Linked DNA regions of Mus musculus: region 2 is linked to region 1. Evidence: chromatin contacts called from public Hi-C data. All regions are on one chromosome and are shown on one strand. The core of a region is the stretch at or near the end of the contact, and the rest is flanking DNA. Distances in the headings are between cores, read along the strand shown. Region 1 holds the start of Col2a1 (collagen, type II, alpha 1). Region 2 holds the start of Zfp641 (zinc finger protein 641).

Region 1 (7,227 bases), core at 2,764-5,263:
GCTCGGTGGTAGAGTGCTTGTCTAGTGTGTGTGAGGCCCCGAGTTCAAACCCCGGCACCACAAAAAAGTCTAAATTAATATCTTCATAAAAGAGAGAAAAATAGCGGGGTGCTTATTCTGTCTATATAGAACATAAAATCATGGACTTACCTGATCCGTTTTGCCGAGTTGTCTGATTTTGGGCAGATACAGACTATGTCTGCTTAATTCCTAATTTTCCTAACTCCTGATGTGTGAGGAAACAGTGATGCCTCAGGGGTCTCACACTCAGATCATCAGGTCCTGTCCCCTACCCAGCGAGGAAGACAACGTTCTTTGTTCCTCTCATCTATCTGATGTTGGCATAAATGTTTTCCACGTTAAGAAAATGTATGTAAGCCAGCCATAGTGGCCCATGCTGTTAGTCACAGCAATCGGGAGGCAGAGGCGGGTGGATCTCTGAGCTTAAGGCCAGCCTGATCTACAGAGTAAGTTCCAGGACAGCCAGGCTACACAGAGAAACCCTGTCTCAGAAAACCAAACAGATAAACAAAATTGTGTGTGTGTGTGTGTGTGTGTGTGTGTGTGTATGAATGCACCTTAGTAATGTATATTCCTAAATACATAACTACAAACTACTCAGTCAGTATAACGTTACTTGCATATATGTTTTCTGGGCTGAGCATTCGGTACTGGAAAACCAATTGGCATGCCTTTCCCTAGGGAAGACTGTTTCTTCCACTCTCAGGATGCCTTAGTTTTCTGTAGTTCTCTGTGTAGGGTAGAAGCTTCCTGGGCTCCTCTCATCCCCACATCCATGTAAGATGCCTGTTTGTTGTCCTTGTTCAACCCTTGTTAGCCAGCCATGTTGGTGAGACTTCGTGAGTGTAACTTCTGACATTCCCAGGACACACAGTTGCATGGCAAACTCCCCGTTCCCGTGGCCCTTATAATCTTTCTGCCCCCTCTTCTGCAATGATCCCTGAGCCTTTAGGTGTGGGAGTTGTATTATAGGTTTATCCATTGGGACTAGGCTGCACAACTCTGCCTTCTGATTGTTTGTGGTTTTCTGTAATGATCTCTGCCTGTCGCGAAGAGAAGTCTCCTTGGTGGGGTGGGGGATGGGAACTACACTTATCTGCGGGTGTAAGGACAAATATTTGGAATGTAGTTAGAAATTACGATGGTTTAGTGAAGTGGAGGTTGCAGGCTTTCCTCCAAGATCCATGGTTCCACGTGGCCCGTGCAGTTAGCCTACATCTCAAGTAGCAGGCATGACTTCCTTCTTGTTAAGAAGGTCTGAAGTCCACATAGAGAGCTGCTGGTTACTGGCCAGGTATACTTGCCATCCTGCACCCTTGGGTTATCGAGCCACACTGGCCATTGTGTCCATAGGCATTGGAGTTGAATGTAGGACTCTTGGTTGGTCCCTCCTTTGGAAATTTGTGTTGTGCCTTCTGTCACCCTAAAAGCTAGCCCTCAGGCATGAGTCTGACTTCGCCATGAGGGAGTGCAGGCAGCTATAAAGCAGATGTTCTCTGTGGCCACTGCACACAGTAGCACCACTGACTGAGGCAGTGGTGTTTTACATACTCCGTGTCAACTTCATATTGCTTCTCTGTCTCAGTCCTGGCTGCTGTTTTTATCAGCATGGTCCTTCTCGCTTCCCAGTGTTAGAACCTCATGATGCTCTGCAAATTCTCTACCATCGAACCACATCCCAGTTCCCTTGCTGCGCTCCTTATGTTTTCTGGAAACAGCTGCTCCATTTGTGTGCATCAAGCTAGTAAGGTCAGATGACACTACCTTTGTTAACCATGAGCTATGTTAACCACGGACTGTCAGACACCCAGTAAGAAGGACGCATAAGTTCCCGCCAACTAGACTGTCCCTTTTCCGTTCTTTTCAGTCCCATCTCCGTGCTGTGTAGGAGGAGACTCTAGAGTTGGCCGTGGAATCTCAGTGATTTCTATTTATTCCAGCTTCGTCCACTTCAACTCTAGTTCAAATCTGGTAGTTATTACTTTTTTTTTTTTTTTTTTTGAGACAGGGTTTCTCTGTGTAGCCCTGGTTGTCCTGGAACTCACTCTGTAGACCAGGCTGGTCTCAAACTCAGAAACCTGCCTGCCTCTGCCTCCCAAGTGCTGGTATTAAAGGCGTGCAACACCACTGCCCTGCCAATTTTGTTTTTAGTTGCAGGAACTGGAGAGCTGAATTGAGTTCTTTTATGCAGATATTGCATATATATACATATATGTGTGTATATATGTGTGTGTGTACATGTTTGTCTATGTATATATATAGGCAGAAAAACAACGCACTCTAAATATATTAGGAAGGGCAGCTCAGAGACCCAATGAAATCTGTAAAGATGTGTGAGAGTTACAAACTGACTTCCAAGCCAAGACTGGACACCTATGGTCCAAAGAAGACTTGGGCACTGCAGACTTAAAGCCACCTTTCTAGCAGAGACTGAGGCAAAAGGATCTAGCATTGAACGAAAATCCTTGAATAGCCTGGGAAGGTGTAAGAAAGACTCAAGCAACCCCCACCCTAGACTGGTTGAAACCCAGTGGCATTTTACATTAAAAAACAAACAAACAAACAAACAAACAAACAAACAAAACACTCTCTACTTCTCCAGCCAGTACACTTGCAGGGAAATTACGTTCTACACACTCGAAGTTCTTTGTTTCCATCCTGAGAAACCCCAAAGTCTGAGGTGGTGTGGTGTGCTGGGTAAGCCCCCACACACTCCAGCATTCCCTGGGAGTGTCGGTCAGGTCCATAGAGGTGGCTTCTCCCAAGGACTTCCAGCTTCCTGGAGGAAAGCAACACAGAAACCCACTTCGAGACAAAGGAGTTACTGCTTAAATCAGGTCTTAATTTCCAAGTTTCACTTTGCTTAAAGTTCACCGGAGGACCATCTCACTCCTGAAGGAAAGATGTATTTGGGGACTCATCCTCACCCTCTTGTTCTCAAAGGAGACTTCCGGGAACATAGCAAGGGCTAGGCCGAACCTCCGCAGTTTGGGCTAAGGTGGGGGGGTGGGGAGCAAGGAAGGTAGGTGAGGCTGGAGGTCCAGGGATAGGGGAAGACTTGGAGAATGAGGTTGGGGTGGGGGAATAACTAGGAAACTCTGGCGCTTTCCCCGCCCCTCACAAAGCCGAGTCCAGCTGGAGCCACCTCCAGACTCTCTGGCCAGAGCCTCAGAGTGGCCAACAGTCCCTGGCCAGCGGTTGCTCTATCCAGGCTAAGGGCACCCACTCCCCTGGAGATTCCTGAACCTGGGCCAGGAAGAGCCGAACTAGACAAGCGTCTCCAATCCATCCCGTTTTGTCCCCGGGGTTGTCTGCAGTCCCGTTAGTCCCTTCCCTGGCCTGTTCGCCCCTTAGACCTCCACACAGGTCTCCCTCTGTGTAGGAATTCACCAGACCCTGTCCTAGCCACCCGCTCAGTTCCCCCTTCTACCTAGGCCTTTTCTAGCTAGTTGGATGGGGGATGGGTTAGGGAGGCTGTGGTCCCCGAGACTCCAGGTGGGAGCTCACGGGCAGGTACTCCGCAAAGGAGCTGGAAGGCAGGTCTGGAAAACTGTCCCCCAGATTTAGGATTCTGGACAACGTCCATCTGCTCATGCTTTGGTCCCCCACGCACCTCCCCGCCTCCTAAATTCCCCATCCCCACCTTTCTTGCTCCTTTCTGTTGCTTCGTCCTCTCTGCCTTGGGTCTAAAACTCCAGGCTTATGCCTCTGCAAACAACCCCCTCCCTTCTAACCCCAGCAGAACTCCGAGGAAAGGGGCCCGATGCTCCCCCCCTTCCCGCCTGTGGTTAGAGGGGGCAGTGTGGCAGTCCCAAGTGGGGGCGACCGGAGGCTGTCTCGGTGCCCCGCCCGATCAGGCCACTGGGCACATTGGGGGCGGGAAGCTGGGCTCACGAAAGGGGCGACTGGCCTTGGCAGGTGTGGGCTCTGGTCCGGCCTGGGCGGGCTCCGGGGGCGGGGTCTCAGGTTACAGCCCCGCGGGGGGCTAGGGGGCGGCCCGCGGTTTGGGCCGGTTTGCCAGCCTTTGGAGCGACCGGGAGCATATAACTGGAGCCTCTGCCGGGGGAAGACGCAGAGCGCCGCTGGGCTGCCGGGTCTCCTGCCTCCTCCTGCTCCTAGGGCCTCCTGCATGAGGGAGCGGTAGAGACCCGGACCCGCTCCGTGCTCTGCCGCCTCGCTGCGCTTCGCCCGGGCCAGGCTCTGCCAGGCCTCGCGGTGAGCCATGATCCGCCTCGGGGCTCCCCAGTCGCTGGTGCTGCTGACGCTGCTCATCGCCGCGGTCCTACGGTGTCAGGGCCAGGATGCCCGTAAGTCGCCCGCCGCCCCTGCCTACTTCCCTGACTTGTGACCCTTTTCCTCCTACTCCCTCCCCCAAGTACTGGTCCGGGTTAGGGCGCTAAGTCCTAAGCGCAGAGTATACAGGAGTACACTGATCCTAATTCTGCGAGTAAGGACCTCTGTCGCAGCATCTTCAGTGAGAGTCACGATTGGAGACTTTCTCAGGTCCCTGCGTTAAGCAAGGATATGCAACAGGTTTGAACACAGACGCATCACCTTCCACCAGCTTTGACCAGGACGTTTCGAGCTCAGTAAAAGAAGCCCCACACTTAAAAGTAGGAGAGAAATCGAGAGACGCCTACGGGTTGATTTATCAGCCTAGTCTAGGGGTTAGACGCTGCAGAACTCAAAGGGGCGCTAGACAAAGAACTAACTCTGACCCTGATGGGTTGAAATCTGAGGCCACAAAGAAAAAGCGGCTCCCGGCGACTTCAGCGCAGCTCTCCAGTCCCCTCCGCTATCAGGCTGGCCCACAGTAAGGTGCAGCCGGGCAGCCCTTCTTTGAAACTCGGCTCTCCCCTTGCCTCCGTTAGGCTGCAGGAATTTGACACTGAAAAACGTTGACATTGCAAACAGACCTGCTTTCCAAATGTGTCCCCAAGAGCACCCACCCGCACACACACACACTGTATACCCTACAATGAGTTACTTTACAGCGTGTGTAGCCGTGGATGGATATGGGGTCAGGCTAGTGACCTGCGTATGGCTATCGTTAGAGGTGGCAGCTGTATAGCCTCGGTCCAAGGGCGGTTCCCGCACCTTTCCATCTCCTCCCTGGGTAAGATCCACTGTCTGGGATTATATTCAGGACAACCGAAGCCTGGAAAGTGTATTAGGTAGAGAATTTTCTTCCACGTGTTTGGGCACGTTTCCGACGGGTAGGGTTCCAGCCCTGTCTTTCTCTGTATGTTACAGACTGTTAATCAATCGCAGGTGAAACTGTTTGGACAGTAGGTGGGGATCAAAGACCCTCTGCCCGTGAGACTCTGTGCTCTTTCCCCTGCCACCAGGCTGTCTCCAGAGATGCTTTAGAAGGAGGCGGGCCCGGGCGGACTTTTTGCTCTTTAGCTTGGCGGACCCGGCGGGGGGCAGGGCTAGAGCGGGGAGCGCTGCCGCGAGAAGCCCGGGATAGCACTTTCCGACCCCGCCGCGCAGGGTGGCAGGGTGGCGAGCTAAGCCAGAGTCCTGCGTTCGAGCTCTGGGGGCGGGGGTGGGGGGGCATCGAAGTGTTTGTATGTGGTCTGAGATAGGCCTGACTGTATTTTTTGTCCTAAACTTTCAAGCACACACCCCACAAAGCTGCGGTCTTGACCGGTGTTCTTTATGGAGCGCAGTGGAGTGAACTGAGCGTCTTAACGCTTTCTCGAATTCTTCATCTGATAGCAGAGGCGCTCGCTTAAGTGTCAAAGAGCTCTCTCTCACTGCTGCAACCTTTTTGACAGAGTGAATTCCACAGCTTTGTATGAGTGTGGGTGGGTGGGGGGAGGTTGTCTAAAACTTTCGGTCTCTTACGATTCTGCATCTGACCATGCCCCCCCCCCCCAAAAAAAATCGTTGGTTTTACACCCCAGCTTGCCTCACCAATGGCAGACACCCCACACTCTAGCCTTGGATCCACAGGACCCAAAGACCTGACGTGGGGCAAGGCGTAGCCTGTGTGGACGTTAGGAATGTCAGAAACCTAGAGTCCACCGCGCTCCTCCTCTCCATCTTTCCACGAGTTTGGGAAACTTGTTGGCCGCGAAGACATTGACCCACATCTGCATTTCTCAGCCCTAGCCTTCCAAAAGTGCTGCTGGTTCGGGAGGGGAGACCTCAGTCCTCCTTTGTGAGACTTGTTTGCGTTGGGGGATTGGCAGCGATGGCTTCCAGATGGGCTGAAACCCTGCCCGTATTTATTTAAACTGGTTCCTCGTGGAGAGCTGTGAATCGGGCTCTGTATGCGCTTGAGAAAAGCCCCATTCATGAGAGGCAAGGCCCAGTGGGTCCCCCAACTCCCCGACCCCCCTCTCCCACAATGCACAGCCTCCCCGCCCTCATCCCCCCCCCACCCCCCGTGCCCGCCTGCCGCCACCTCCCGGGCTCCAGCCCCGCGCACAGCGGCGACGAAGCAAAACAGTTCCCCGAAAGAGGTAGCTTTTTAATTGGCCGGCCACAAAGAATCACTTATGCCGCACGGCGGTAACGAGGGGAACCGGATCGGGCGGCCAGGATGCTATCTGTAGCCCCTTTCGTGCCACAATTAGGGTGGTGCTGGCTTCTTCGGACCGCACCTAGGCGATCTGGTTACAGCGTTGGCTCCTTTCTTGGGCAGTCATTTAATCCTACATTTTACTCTACGGATGTCTGTCTGCTGGAGGGCTGTGTCCGGAGCCCCAGCCACAAAGAGTCAGCCAGCAGCTCTCACACCCGGCCAGACCCGCCCCTCCTTTGGCCCGCGCGGCCCTAGGGCGCCCTTCCTGGGGAACCCGATCAGCTTTCACGACGCACCCTCTCCAGGATTTTCTCGGGTTGTCCTAGGCAGTCTTGGGCAATAGAGTGCCATTTCTTAGTCAAGACAGGGCGTCACTAGCCTTTCCTCACCTCCAGCGATATTAGCGCCGCTGGGGGTGGGGAAAGTGGGATTGGAGCCTGAGGTGGAGGAGCAGGGAGTATCCCAGCAGCTTCGACCTTTTCCCCCTGGGATTCCTTCAGCTTCTCCTCGATTGTCTTATCTAAAGGCTAGATAGATGGGTTTCTTCCAGTGGAAAAGAAAAAGGAGACTTTGATCTTTGGATTCTCGCCCTCCTTGAAGAGCAGAGGGCAGGCCCGTTTCTCTCCACGCCCACTGGGTTTGTGGCTCTTCGCTATTATTCACCCTCAGCTTTT
Region 2 (7,227 bases), core at 1,362-3,861, 290 kb before region 1:
GATCATCTCATTAGATGCTGTAAAAGCCTCTGACAAACACCAACACCCCTTCATGTTAAAAGTCTTGTAGAGATCAGGGATACAAGACACACACACATAAACACAATAAAGACAATATACAGCAAACCAATAGCCACCATTAAATTAAATGGAGAGGACTTAAAGCAATTGCACTGAAATCAGTGACAAGGCTGTCCACTGTCTCCCTACCTCTTCAATGTAGTCTTTGAAGTCCTAGCTAGAGCAATAAGACAACTAAAGGAGATCACGGGGATACAAATTGGAAACAAAGAAGTCAAAGTATCAGTATTCACAGATGATATGATAGTATACATAAGTGACCCCCCAAACTCTACCAGAGAACTCCTACAGCTGATAAATACCTGTAGAATTATGGAAGTATATGGAAGTGACCCTAGCTGAGATTTCTACTAGAGGGGGATATGGAAATTGAAGTGGCCACCTCCTGTAGCCAGCAGGACTTCCAGAGGAGGAGGGGGACATCAATCCACCCACAAAACCTTCGACCCAAAATTTATCCTGCCTACAAAATGTGCAGGGATAAAGATGGAGTAGAGACTGAGGGATCAGTCAGCCAATGACTGTCTCAACTTGAAACACAACCCATGTGAGAGCGCCAACCCCTGACACTTTTAACGATACTCTGCTACACTTGCAGACTGGACTCTCGCCTAACTGTCTCCTGAGAGGCTTCCTCCAGCAACAGATAGAGACAGGTGCAGAGACCCACAGCCAAACATCAGGCAAAGCCCGGGGAATTTTGTGGAAGAGTGGGGGATAGAAGTGAGCAACTTGGAGAGGTCAAGGGCACCACAAGAAAATCCACTGAGTCATCTAGCCTGGAACAATGGGGGGACCACAGAGCCTGGGCCACCAACCAGAGAACATGCAGGAGCTGGACCTAAATCCCCTACACATTTGTAACAAATGTGCAGCTTGGTCTTCATATGAGTCCCCAGGCAAGTGGTGTGGGGGCTGTCTTGGTTTCTGTTCCCTGCCATTGGATTCCCTTCCCCTCTACTTGGACTGCCTGGTTGGGCCTCAGTGGGAGAGAAAGTCCTCCTGGGACTAGGTAGATGTCTCAGGGTAGGGTGGTACCCAAGGGGTGTCCTTCTTTGAGAAGAGGAGGGGGCATTGGAGAGATTGTAAGGGTGGGACTGGGAAGAGAGGAGAGGTGAGGGGGGCCATGATCAGGATGTAAGATGAATTTTAAAAATAAAAAGAAAGAAAGAAAGAAAGAAAAGCCAAGAAAAATATTTACTTTGCATGCGTATAACAAACTCTAAAGATTACTCAGGAGAAAAATTTTGGAGAGCACTTATCCACATTAGAGAAGTTAACAGTAATTGTTTTCTAATAAAAGTCACTTTTATTGTCGCTATAAATAAATAAATAAATAAATAAATAAATAAATAAATAAAGTATTTTCAGAATTGATCCCTAATGCTGCTGACAGGTCAGCCACAGCTCTCTTCCCTCTTACTCATGAACAAGACTATTCTAAGGCCACTTGAGACAGTGGAGACACTAGGTAAAAGATGCCTGGCCCTTTCATAAAAACCAAGAGCAGAGATCCTGCTCCCACTGGCTTTCACACCATTCACCCACAACATGCCGTGAATGGTATGAAAAAGTCTATACTAGAGTCACGACACTGATATGTTGTTGGATTACACTGATAACCCCATGTCTCCTGCTTAAGCAAGAATTTCCAAGCCTGGTGCTGGGGCTGAGGATAGACATTCTGGTCCAACCATGCTCACACATCCCACGAGCTGCTCCTAAGAACGCCCTCTATACCTGTTGCCAACTGCAGGTCTCCTTTCATATATATATATATCTTTCTTATCCCATCGTTCCCGCTCCTTTGCTTATTTCTGTGAGTCTCTGACATCCCTGCTAAACGCAATCTCTTCTCTTTGCTTCTATCCTAGTTCGGAGTAGATTTTTAAAAGAAATACGTATCACATAGTTTATGGCAGACAGCCTTTGGCACATGTCTCCACTGATAGGCTGTACGATTTTGCAGAATGACTGTGATAAAACAAACGTTAACGTTTACAAGCTAGGTTCTTTCTACCATTATCTGTTTTGTAGGTCTTTCTGGTCTTTTCCAGCCAACAGAAATCAATCTGTCGCAAGTCACATTTGTAATATGTAAAACTAACACACTTAACCTAATGTAGCTTCGATATTACGTTTTTAAATATCAAGTCGTCTAAATGTGCAGTGCACACTTGTAGCCCATGTCTCTTCAGGTCTGAAGGCAATGCAGCAAGCATCACTGCCCACTTCACACAGCACCATCTTGTTGGAGCCAACGTGAAGGAAGGCATCATTAGAAGTCCACTGTCCAGTCGGGTTTGGCAGTCTGTCTGTCTGGAGGGTTAGTCCTAGGGGAGGGTTCCAACCCTCTTGAACTCCCACCCCCGCCCCCACCCTACCGCCAGGCGCCGTGGGAGGTCGCAGGCGGTGGGCGGGGCCCCGGGAGCAGCAAAGCCCGTGGGCTGTGGCGACAGGAGTGTGGGTCCAGCGGTCCTCTCCACCCGTGCCCGCCCCCGCCCGCACCACGGAGCCCCGGAAGCGGCGGGATTTCCTGTGCCCGCCCCGCGCCGGCCCTGTCGCTTGTCGCTTGCTGTGCGGGCCGCGGGCTCGGCCGCGCCGGGCGGGAGGTAACGCCAAGGGGCCGAGCCGGGGTGAGTGAGGCTGGGGTGCGGGCGGGCGTGGAGGAGGGCACCAGCCTGGCCGTGGGAACAGTGGCGTCGGTGTCGCATGCCTGGTCCCGCCGCTGTCACTTGCGTGGGCGTCCCCGCAGCACCTTTCTGTCACTTGGTATAGCCCCTGCTCGCGGGAACCTGTTTTCTAGTCCCACTTAGCCAGTTCCCGAGTCTTCTGAAATCTGACCCTCCCGGGGGTGCTGAGTCTGACTCAGAAGAAACCTTATTCTGCTGTGGGCTCGGGGCCCAAGGTGCCACACCCGCGATGGCAGGGCCACTGAGCCACTCTTCGTCCCTGTGCCCTTGGGCCACTCTTTGATACTAAGGCCCTGTCTCTGTCCAAAAGAACTCGCTGAGAAAAAAAAAAAAAAAAAAACTTCAGCAGGTGCCCTGCCTCCCAGATACATAACCAGGCAAAAGAAATGAAAGCCCAAGAACCCAGGCTCCAGCAGACTTGGGATCATCCTGAACTAGGGACAAGGAAAGATAGAAGACAGGTTAAGGTGGGAGCCCAGGTGCTGGCCCTGCCAGGAGCACCCTAGGAAATGCAGGCAGGTGACAGTGATCCATGCCATCCTTTGCTCCCGGTTCCCCCTAACATTTCCACAGGTTTTCTGTCATCCAGCTGGCCCAGTGCGCTCTGCAGAATCAGGCCAGGGTGTATCCCTGAGGCCCCAAAGCCATCTTTGAGCTTCAATGATGGAAGAGGAATTTGTTCTTTCTGTACATTGTAACTGGCCTGGGGTCTGCTGTAGCCTTTCCCAGCCTCCTGGGTTCCTGCAGATGTTACTGGATGATCCTGTGAGCTAAAATAGCCCTGGGATTCTGTATATGAGTACCCTGTCACTGTCTTCAGGCACACCAGAAGAGGGCATCGGACTCCATTACAGACGGTTGAGCCACCATGTGGTTGCTGGGAATTGAACTCAGGACCTCTGGAAGAGCAGTCAGTGCTCTTAACCATTGTGCCATCTCTCCAGCCTGCCCCTGAAATTCTGACTTGTTCTAGGGAGATTATTGGTCGCTCCGTCTACATAGAAAGGGAATAAAAATGACAGACATGGATTGCCACGCAGTAAGTTGTTCCACAGTCATTATCAAATGGGACCTGTCTTGCTCTAGGATTGTTGTGGACTCTAGAAAACAAACAGAAACGAACAAATACTAGCCTAAGTCTTTCCTGTGATCAAAACCATTTATTCTGTTTGATACATAGACATATTTACAGGTGGCCTGACTGGCCGACCCTCTGTTGCTTATCAAGCCCAAACTATGTCTGTTGGTTTAGCTTTTCCAGAGGCTGGGTTTCCTGCCCTTTTCTTGATTCGAATCTCTTCCTGTGAACAAACACTGGCTTCCCCATACCGTTCTTGAAGTTGGATATATTCTTTGTAAGGCACTGTGACCGGTGCCTGTCACACACTTCAGCCCACAGGGATGCTTATTCCCTGTCACACTGTATGAGTGACGCCACCTTCCAGCTTCCCAGGGTCTCTCCACATGCTGATCTTTCCATGATCTCCTTTAAACTTTGGCTCTGCACTGACCTGCAGTTCCAGCCCCCTGTCAAGGCTGCGTTGAGTGCTTACAGCTTGCTTTTATAGCTGTCTACTTTACGGGTCTTTCTGCTGGGTTTTTATCAGTTCTCATTTCCTACATAAGTGTGACAGATCATGGGTCCCTTCACTGAGACTTAAGGGAGGGCTATCTGGTTCAGCTCGAGAGAGACAGCAGGTACTCACAGGTCACCCCCTGCCCCGGGTGGGACTTCTACATCAGTTGGTGAAAATGTAATGTGAGGCATAGAATCTTCAGGTATAACAGCATCCATCTTTGTTGAGTGGATTCCTTCTTGTGTTCTCAACGACTTTGCTGCGCCTTGAGTGATTTTGATACAGTGGAAACCCTCTGGATCTTCAGGATTGGACTAATTGTGTTTTAAAGTGAAGTTTCTTGCAGTCCTGGGTGAAGGTCTGTTGATAGTGTGAGGCCTTCGAAATAACAGGGACTTGACTGTGTGGCGCCTGTCAGTTCCTGAGCTCCTCCTGGAAAGCTTGGCTCACACCATGTTTGGTAAGCTCATCTTCCATGGGGCTCCTTGGACCATTTCCTGTCCTTAGCCTTAAGAGCTGTTCTCTGAAGCTTCCTTGGGCATATCATCCTCATCCATGATAGAAGAGTGCATCACTTCCTGACTTGTTCCAGGTCACAGTGTGTGCTTGCTGCAGACATGCTTTCGGAACAGGCTGTAGGCCTGGGCACGGGATGGGAGCCAATGAATACACAGCTGGATGCGGCAGAACTCCAGTCAGAAAGAGGGACCCGGGAAGAGGGCTCGTGGAGAACAGCACCAAGGCCGCTGGAGCACCTTCACTGTGGTCTTGAAGACGAGCCACTGTCCCTTCAGGAGAAGGGTGAGAGCACATAGTGGGGTGGGGATTGGAAGCACTAGAAGTCTTCTAGTCTCTGCTCCAAAAGAGGCATTAAAAATTCCTAACCTGGCTAGGTATGGTGGCTCAAACTTGTAATCACATTTCTTGGAGGATTGCCATGAGTTTCAGGCCAGCCTGGGCTACAGAGCATGGCCCTGTCTCAAACAACAATAGTTAATTTCTAACTTCCACCAACTGAAGTATGTACCAAATACCAGGTTCAGTCTGTTTACCCTGGGCCCTGCTGTCCAGAGGCCCTGCATCTTCCAAACTATGTGCAGAGGCTCCTTTTTCTCACACAGTCATTCCTCCAACAGGCAAGCACGTCATTAATGGTGTTGAATGTGGGAGACCCAGGAAGTACTGGGAGACTCATTACTGTTGGAGACCACAGTCAGTAACATATATTTCACATGATGAGCATCAATCAGTACCATCCAACCTAAAGCCAGTCTTAACTCAATGTCCCCAGATCCTTGCAGAACTGTTTGAGTGGAGGCCTCTACATCTCTATATATGTGTTTGAGTTTTACCAGTGAGCACAGATGGAGAAGATAAAAAAAAAAGTGCATCCTGGGAAAGATGGGTAGTTCATCTCTGATGGTTCCTCTCTTCCCTCACCAGCAACTTCTGTTCCCTGGGTTCCGGCCGTTCCCCAGGAGGGGAACACTGGAGACTGGGAAATGGCAGCCGCACTTCTTGCAGCCGGATCCCAGGTGAGCTTTACTCCCCCTGTTCTCTCCCAAGGTTGGTGTCATTGTCCTTTTACAACTTTGGCATCATCCCACTGGCTTGTTAGTTCCCGTGAACACTAAAGTGTGCTTAGAACGGAATAGATTCTGTTTAAGGGCTGTGCAATGTTTTTCTATTGGGTGACTGTGTTATCTGTTGGACTAGAGTGGTGATTTCAGAATAACCAACCAGTTGATTCTTTTAGAAAGAAAACCTGAAATCGGGCATGGTGGTACATGCTTGTAATTCCAGTTTCTGGGGAGGCTGAGGTAGGAGTGTGGGTTGAGTCCAAGAATTTTGGGACAGTCTGGGTGGCACAGTGAGACTTTATCTCAGAAAGAAAGGAAGAGAGAGAGAGAGAGAGAGAGAGAGAGAGAGAGAGAGGGGGGGGGAAAAGGACATGGAAAGAGAGAAAGAGAGAAGGAAGGAAAGAAAGAAAAAGAAAGAAAGAAAGAGAGAGAGAGAGAAAGAAAGAAAGGAGAAGGAAAGGGAAAGAAAGAGAAGAGAAAGAAGGAGAGGGAAAGAAAGAGAAAGAAAGAAGGAAAGAAAGAAAGAGGAAGAAGGAAAGGGAAAGAAAGAAAAAATATAGAAAGAAAGAAAGGGGAAGAAGGAAAGGGAAAGAGAAAGAGAGAGAAAGAAAGAGAAGAAAAAGAAAGAAAGCAAAGAGAAAGAAGGAAGGGAAGAAAGAAAGAAAGAAAGAAAGAAAGAAAGAAAGAAGGAAAGGGAAAGAAAGAAAGGAAGAGAAAAGAAAAGAAGGAAAAGAACAGAAAAAGTCCTGGAAAAGGTAACAAAAGAGGGGCCAAGGAATGCTTGGAAGAGCATCAAGTAGACTGGGTGGTGTAGAATGTGGAGCTTTTAGGAGAGAGAAGAGAAGAAAAAAACTATGCAAAGATCTGGAAAGAGAATGCAAGTGGAGAGAGTAACCGTGGAAAGATAGCAGCGTTGGCAGTGGTGAAATTTCAGGACGCTTACTATGTGTAAGCCTTCCTGTGCACTTTATACATACTAAGTACTGTAAGAACAACTCAGTCACTCCATCCCATTGCGAGAACATTGGCGCAGAGAAAGATGGAGGCATTTGGATAATGCCACTCATGCGGTAGCTGCTTGCCTCCAAACTATGAGCTTACCCACTATAGCACCGAAGAGACAACATCAGCGTGCTCAGGAGATGGGCATGTTTTGTTTATATCATGTTGTGTTGACAGAGAAGGGAAGGTCAAGTGGAGGAAGGAGACTGTGGTACAGTCTACAAGAAAGACTAAGGCAGGTAAGAAGAGACGCAGGAGACACCTGTAGTTAAGCCACAGACCCGTTGAGTCTGA

What was found. Hi-C and Micro-C count contacts between places; a contact is called where the count stands out from the background.
Region 2: a Hi-C map of the P5424 cell line shows a contact between it and region 1, with 2.3 times the contacts expected there. The contact joins the promoter of Zfp641 here to the promoter of Col2a1 in region 1. A contact is called at or near these places in 1 of 484 Hi-C or Micro-C datasets (the P5424 cell line) and 2 of 9 other capture datasets (adipose tissue and liver).

The regions. Positions count from the first base shown.
Region 1 is chr15:98,001,510-98,008,736 of GRCm38.p6, reverse strand. It overlaps Col2a1 (collagen, type II, alpha 1), which reads left to right and starts at 4,013. Exons shown (of 54, transcript NM_031163.3): 1 at 4,013-4,328. The coding sequence starts at 4,244.
Region 2 is chr15:98,291,545-98,298,771 of GRCm38.p6, reverse strand. Zfp641 (zinc finger protein 641) reads left to right here and starts at 2,611. Exons shown (of 6, transcript NM_173769.4): 1 at 2,611-2,717; 2 at 4,944-5,152; 3 at 5,795-5,886. The coding sequence starts at 4,969. Gm33967 (a long non-coding RNA gene) reads right to left here. Exons shown (of 4, transcript XR_001781762.2): 4 at 7,066-7,227.